2 separate regions of the Ovis aries genome follow, and region 1 is linked to region 2. Evidence: chromatin contacts called from public Hi-C data. All regions are on one chromosome and are shown on one strand. The core of a region is the stretch at or near the end of the contact, and the rest is flanking DNA. Distances in the headings are between cores, read along the strand shown.

Region 1 (3,534 bases), core at 1,026-3,525, 180 kb before region 2:
CCAGGTCCCCTATGGTAATGTCAGAGCTGTACAGAGATGGAGGACACACTGTAGGGAGGAAAGCAGAGTCCAGGTACTCTCCTCAGTGAACACAGATCCTCAGGAGTCCCCAGGAGAGAAGGCTGTTTGATCTGGTTCTGACTCAGGATACCTACCTGACTTCCTAGGAGGTGATAATGAGAGTCTTAGTGGTTCCATGTGGCAGTCCATGTGGCAGTTCCTGAGGTGGGAGCAAGCAAAGACAGGGTGAAAGGAAAGCGGGCAGGGCACGTGCTGCTAGTAGGGAGAAGCAGCTGTTCTACTCACTCCTTTTGCTCCGAGGCAGATGAGTCAGTTGGATTCTCCTTCAGAGCTCTTCCCCCTAGGGTCTTGGATGGACTCCTAGACTTCCCGGTGGAGGGTGCCCTGGTGCCCACAGCACCTGCTGGATCTGCTGTGTGTGTGCCGTCTTTGCTCTTCCCAGGCTTAGATATGACCTGGGCTGGTGAACCCACATCCCTGAAGGGGAGCAGCATGACTGTGGGGCGCTCCTTACGGCCTCTGCTAGCGGGTGCCCACTGGGACTGGATTCTTCGCCGGCCTAGAGGGGCCAGATTGAAATGATGGCCGGTCAGAGGTTCCGGATGCTTCCTCGAGGCTGGTCCCTGAGGAAGCAGTGGGCCAGGAGAGGCTTTTGGCAGAGGGTCGTGGAGTGCTGGTCTTGGTTGCTGAGGAGGACTCTCTTCTGAGGGCTCTGTTGTGTTCACTGAATCAGCAGCAGAGCACTCTGAAGAAGAAAACAAGGCTCCTTAAAAAGCTAAAACTCTAACACATCCACTCAGTTTGGTTTCTTATACCTCAGGCCCATGTAACCCTTCCAGTGGGCTGTCTCAAAAGGTCTCAAGCTAAACACTCCACCCCCTAAATTCTTAGTTCTCCCACATGGTCCTGGTACCTGGAAGTGGCCACCCCATGTCCACGCCATACTGGCTCAAGACAAAAGAAGAAGTAATAGAAACTCCAGGCTGCATCCAGCTCAGCACATCCTGAAGCTGTGAAAAGGGAGAGAGTTATGAAGACCACAGGCCCCACCCGCCACCCCAGCATTCTGTCCTTATGTGTTTTGCCCCAACAAAACCTGCTGTGCCTGCAGCGTAGGCAGTGCTTTTTCCAGCTGACACAAATATTCAAAAAACAGCTTTTCCATGGCTGCCAGAAAAGTTTCCCCATACTCTTGTTCAAGTTCCTGCAGGAGGAAAAGCAGCAGGTCAGAGAGGGCTAGAGCCAACAGCTACACCACTGCTTCCAAAGCAGCCAGTCCTACCTGCAGCTTCGAAGCCAAGTCAACAGGGGCTTCTGCCAGCTGCTTCACCTGCTGGCAAAAGGTTTCCTGGGCCTCCGATATCTTCCTCAGATCCTGCTTTGTCTGTCGAGGGTAAGGAAGGCAAACGGGTAAGGGGCACCAGGATTCAGTGACCAGGATGAGGAGCAACTCTGCTGCATCAGGTGTTAACCGGGGTAGGACTCGCTTCAAGGGTTACTCACGATTTTGGGGTCCCGCACTACAGGTCCAGACTCTGGGAAGTGGTGATGTAGGGCATTTAGAACCTGGGCCCAAGACCGGCCCTGCAGGATGAGCTCCACCACCAACTGTGGAGGGTACTGAGCTCAGAATGCCCACGTCGAAGCAAATTGCCCTTTTCCTACCGGTTCCATCCCCAAGCAGTCGGCCCCTATCCCCTCTACCAGGTCCTACTGGTTCCAATACCTTGGCCTTTAGGCCCATACACAGGCGTTCATGATGCCGGTAGCGAACCAAGCCAGGGGCAGCATCGCGCAGGTATCGCAGAAACTCCAATACTCGGGGAAAATGCTCCACGCAGCGTCCGCGAATGACTCGCCAGCTGGCAGCTGCTACAAAGCGAATAGCAGCGGGACCGGCCCCCGGGGGTGTGGCCATGGCAGGTGGACTCCACCCCAGGGGCCGTCTCTTTGGGTTCCTACCTCCTCGGCGCGGCTTCTCGACTCCTCCCAGGGGCGGGGTTTCCGGTGGCCTTCACTGGCTCCGCTATTTCAAGTCTGCAACGGATACTTGGCTATCCCACTCTGCGCCTCCCAAGGACCACCAGAATCCTGGGGTTTCTCTCCAACTCGGGATGGAGCCCGAATGGAGAAGCTGGCCAGCTCCACTGGCCCTAGACCGCTCTGCCTGAAACGCCACCGCTGTCTCAAACCCGAAGGCTACCTCGCTTCCGGCTCTGCGACCACTTCTCCTACCCGGGAAAAGGGTGGTAGTGGCGAACCAATGGGCCGCCAGACAGGGGCTACGTGACGTCGCGTCACAAGGCCACGCCCGGGCAGATCCGGCGCCGCTGCTGGTCCCCGCCCTCGCTTCCGCGCACTTCCGACAGCTTCGGGGTGGCGGGGACCGCGCGTCTGGGCTCCGCCCCCAACCGGTGCATTATTTCGTGGAGCCTGTAGAGAAAGCGCTTCGTTCTTTGAAGACTTGCCTTTCTAGTCGGTAAAGGGAGGTTCGTGCCACTTTCCCTCTCCATCGTCTTCAGCCTCTCAAATCCGATTCCTTAAATCTCAGCGCCCATACCAGTGTCTGCAAAGCCTTCCCCTGGTGGTGCGCGGCTTCCAGTAAGAGTTCGGCTCTTTTTACAGAACAGGAGAGGGCGCCCGCCCTTAAAAAATAAAATACAAAGTTTGAAAAAATACGTCAGATTGTTAACTTTTTTCTAGATGTTGAGACTTTAGGCAATTTTGTTTGTTCTTCTGTGTTTGATATATTTTTTAAAGGCGTGTAGTGCTAAAAATAATAACATAGATTTCCGTTTTGGAATTCTGTTGTGAGCTTACTCCCATCAGCCTCCACATGTAACTTGTCTTTCTCCTTGTCACCCTTCCTGGGATCTCTCCTTATTTCCAGGGACAGAACCTTGACACACAGTGTGTATTCTTTGTTTTCTGAATTAATTATCTGCTCTGACTGCCTTACAGGGATTTGGTGAAACTACCTTTTCCATGGGCCATCTCCTTTCTTAGAGATCCTCCCTGTCTCCCCCTCCCCCGCCCCCGCCCCCGCCCCCATCAGTCTTCTGTGCAGAGCCATGCATTCGACTGCCAGTGGGACATCTAGCTGGAAGTTCCAAAGTACTCAAATCGGACATCTATGAAATTCTAGTTACCTGACTTTTTAATTTTACCTTTATTTTTTTCCCTAAAGTTCTGCCTTTATGTAGATCTGAGTTTCTGGCCTATGTCGTTTTCCTTCTTTTCTGAAGAATTTCTTTTAGCATATCTTGCAAGTCAGATCTGGCTGCAAACTCCCTCAATTTTTGTTTGCCTGGAAAAGTGTTAACTCCTTCACTTTTGAGAGATAATCTTGTTAGAGACAGAAGTCTAGGTTGATGGACTTTTTTTCTTCAACACTTTAGACATTTTACTGTGCTCTCTTCTTGCATGGTTTCTGAAGAAGTCCGATGTAATTATTATTATTATTATTTTGGCCGCCCTGCATGGGTTGCGGGGTCTTAGTTCCCCAACCAGGGA
Region 2 (3,582 bases), core at 237-2,736:
CCAGAGGGCATCTCTCTCCTGCCTTAAAGACAATACTTCTGGGGCAGAGGGCAGAGGGCAAAGGTCAGGGGCTAGGTTTCCATCCTTGAAAGGCGTGAGTCCTCAGAGTGGGAAAATGAGGAAGCCAGAGAAGCTTGAATATTTCCAACCACCCAGCAGGTTCCCTCGACGCAGGCGCAGAGATACCCGGTCTCCAGGGTCCAGGGGCAGTAGCACAGAGCTGGTGGCTGCCTCCCGGGTCACATCTGGATCGTTGGCAAAGGCTGAGACAACAGGCCATGTGTTCAGCATCAGGCTCACCTGGGGAGGGGAATCCACTTAGCACCTCTCCTTGGCCCTTGGCCCAGGAACCCCACTTCCCTCCTTTTCTCCACCCCCAGAGAGACACTCTGGAAGCTGGGGCTCAGTGCGCCCTCCTGGATGACTAATAGGTGGCCAACATTGGACTCTGTGCCTCCTTCCCAATCTCTGCTAAGCAGGCCCTCCCCGCTCTTGCTTCTGGCCCTCCAGGATATAGGTTAATGGAGGTGTGACTGGGGGTCCCCTGCGCTCCCCTCCTCCCTCCCCATCCTGAGCCAGAGATGGGACAGGGCCTAGGGTTCAGGTCACCTGGACAGTTTGGCGGTTGTACACCTTCACCACATGGAACCGGAAGCTGTAGACACCCCGTACAGGGGCCACGAAGGAGCCAGAGGTGCGGTCAAAGCCACCTCCCTCGTTCACCAGGACCTGTGGGAAGCAGACCCTGCTGAGTGGGGCTCGGGGATGCTTGGGGCTCTGAGAAGCCACGGCACTGGGGGAAGGGGCAGTGAGTAAGGAAAGGAAGGGGTGGCAAGTAGACTAAACAGGAAGAATGGACAGATTTAAAAGAAATGATGAGAAAGGGAAGGAAGGTATGGTGGGAGTGAAGGGAAAGGAGACGGGCAGCGGGCCCCACAGCAGAGCCATTTCCTTAGCAGCAGAGTGGGCTTGGACAGTGATTCCAGGCCTTTGCAGGGTAGGGGGATTACCTGGTCGAAGTAGATGGCTCCACTTGTGCCATTGCCGATCTCCCCTGCTGGCTCGTGGTGGTGGCTGCGGACTGCAGCAAATGCCACTCTTCCAGGGGGCGCCTCTCCCAGGGCTGCTCCCCCTGGCCCTCCTGCAGCAGCTCTGCCGGGCTCACAGACCACCAGGCACTCGCCTTCCAGGAGGACTGGCTCTGACCCCTCCTGGGCCCACCCGGCCCTCAGGGCCAGAAGTGTGAGGGCCAAAGGCAACCCCAGGCTGAGTGAGGGACCTGGCGGCCAGTGTCGCTTTGTTCCCAGCATGGCTGAGTGGCTCTGTGACCCACGAACCTTCTCTTTCTGCTCCTCGGTTCTTCCCGCCTCTCCCCCAGGCTCTCGCCACCCCTCAACCTGCTTCTCAGCTCTCTCTCTGGGGCTCCTGGTCACCTTGTCTCGGCGTCTCTCTCTCCATCCCTCTCCATGCCCCACGACTCTGTCCTGCCTCTCACCCCTGCTATCACTGCAGTTCCCGCCTCCTTGGCAGGGCACAAAATGACAGCAGTTGGGCGTTAGGAGGGAGAGGAGAAATGAGACAGCCAGACAGGGGGGCTACAACCAGAACCCCAGGGCAGCCCCGCCGGAGAGCACTGAAGGCTGAACTGGGACCACTGGGTGTCTGAGTGAGACTGAGTGCACGTATGCGTGTGTGAGTGTGTGCAGATGTGTGACAGCCCCTTCCTCTTCACTCCTACCCTCTTCAAAAATCCTTCACAAGTCAGCAGCCCTCTTAGCAGTATCTTTTCCACTGTTGGAAGAAAGGGAATGTTCTTGTGTTTTCCCCACAATTGTTTTGGTGGAAAGTGCTTGGGTCAAGGGTGTCACTATCCTGTGACCGTGGGCCAGTCTTTTTCTTTTCTTAGTCTTCTGTGTCATCATCCGAAGGGACTGGATTAGTCCCTTTAAGGCCCTCTTCACCTCCATCTCTCACTGAAGTGGTTCCTCATTCCTGAGAAACAACTGCGCCGAGCCCCTGAAAACTCCGAGGAGCTAGGAGACCCGACCCGGAAGGCTCGGAGCCAGAGCGGGCGAGTGGGCGGGGCGGGGGCGGGGCCGGGGGCGGGGCCCCGCTGGGGCCTGGGCCGGGGCCGCGGCCGGGGCTCGGGCCGGGGGCGGGGAGCAGCTGGCGGCTGGCGGGGGCGGGGGCGCGCTTCGGGGCTCGGTGCTGGCCCAGCCCCGGGAGGGGCCCAGCTGACTCCGCCCCCGGCCAGGAAGTGACTCAAAAAACTGTTTGTGATGTGGGGAAGAGAGGTCCCCGTTGGGTGAGGAATCGGAAAGGCCCGCCCCGACTCGGGCCCCCCGCCCTTCTTCCCTGGGCCGGGGGCGCGGGCGAAGCTGGGGCCGGCGGGCACCGAGCGGCGCCGGCGGGACCGAGGCCGCAGCGGGCGGCGAGGCGGGTAGGCGCGCTCTCCCCCGCGCCCGGGCGGCGGGAGCCAGAGGGCGCAGCGCCGAGCGCAGGCGGGGGGCGGCAGCCGCCAGCGGCTGTGGGCGGGGCCCGGCTCGGCCCCTCGGCCCAGCGTGGGGCGCGTGGCGCGACCGAGGGGGGCAGCAGGGGGAGGGGAGGAGTGGGAGTGGCCAGAACCTTGGAAATGGCCGACGAGGGTCCCCAGAGGAGAACCCAGTTCAAGCCCCGGTGAGGATTCATCTCTAAGAGGCCGTCTTGGACCCGGAGGTTGCAGAGACCCGGAGGAGAGGGACTCTTTGTCGTCACCTGTCCACTCCTTCTGGCCTCCAGACCCAGCTGGATCCTCCTCCCCGTTCCTGCTCAGGGCTGTGGTCGTCATTTTCCCAAGGCCACACGGCCATCCCAGATAGACAGCCTTGTTTATCCGTGACTTCGTCTCCGGGGAGAAGCCCCCCGTGTCCAGATAATCTGACATTCCCTCCCTATTCCAACTGGACTGAAGTGGTGGTTACCTCCTGGGTTGTTTACAGGTTTGATAACTAGGTGCGACCTGTTGCTAGCTGGTTAGGCCAGGAAACCAAGATTTGCGCTGAGGGGACATCAAGGCTGAGCTGCTTTCCCTTTTCCCAGGGTCGGGCGGCCAAGCAGCCATGCCTACCTGGGGGGCCGGCTCCCCGTCCCCTGACCGCTTTGCGGTGTCTGCGGAGGCCGAGGACAAGGTGCGGGAGCAGCTGCCCCGCGTGGAGCGCATCTTCAGGGTGGGGATGAGCGTCCTTCCGAAGGACTGTCCTGAGAACCCTCACATCTGGCTGCAGCTGGAGGGCCCCAAAGAGAACGCCAGCAGAGCCAAGGTGAATGCTTCTCCTTGACCCTTCCGGGGAAACGATGACTCCCTCCCCCGAGGAGGCCGGAGAGAGGAGGGGCTGGGGAGGATCTTCACTTCTTGCTTGTCTCACTGGCCCTGAGCTTTGACGAACTTGCACATTCTCTGTCCAGAGTTTTGGTTTCATTTCTGCTGTAATGACCCAGGTTCTGCCAGGGTTTGGAAAGAAGTGATTCAGGTCAAATCAGTTTGTACTCTTGGGGAGGATAGAGATAATCTGGTTGGGCAAGCAGGCCCCACCAAGGAATTCA

What was found. A called contact is a pair of places that touch in the nucleus more often than the background predicts.
Region 1: a contact with region 2 is called in a Hi-C map of liver, with 3 times the contacts expected there. The contact joins the promoter of TINF2 here to the promoter of CBLN3 in region 2. A contact is called at or near these places in 4 of 16 Hi-C or Micro-C datasets (blood, hypothalamus, liver and 1 more).

What each region holds. Positions count from the first base shown.
Region 1 is chr7:20,742,663-20,746,196 of ARS-UI_Ramb_v3.0, reverse strand. TINF2 (TERF1 interacting nuclear factor 2) reads right to left here and starts at 2,275. Exons shown (of 11, transcript XR_009601430.1): 1 at 1,984-2,275; 2 at 1,748-1,893; 3 at 1,525-1,629; 4 at 1,304-1,405; 5 at 1,118-1,225; 6 at 935-1,031; 7 at 307-766; 8 at 156-220; 9 at 1-48.
Region 2 is chr7:20,557,670-20,561,251 of ARS-UI_Ramb_v3.0, reverse strand. It overlaps CBLN3 (cerebellin 3 precursor), which reads right to left and starts at 1,486. Exons shown (of 3, transcript XM_004010296.6): 1 at 1,011-1,486; 2 at 610-729; 3 at 1-300. The coding sequence starts at 1,310. The coding sequence ends at 103. It overlaps KHNYN (KH and NYN domain containing), which reads left to right. Exons shown (of 8, transcript XM_042252152.1): 2 at 3,079-3,299.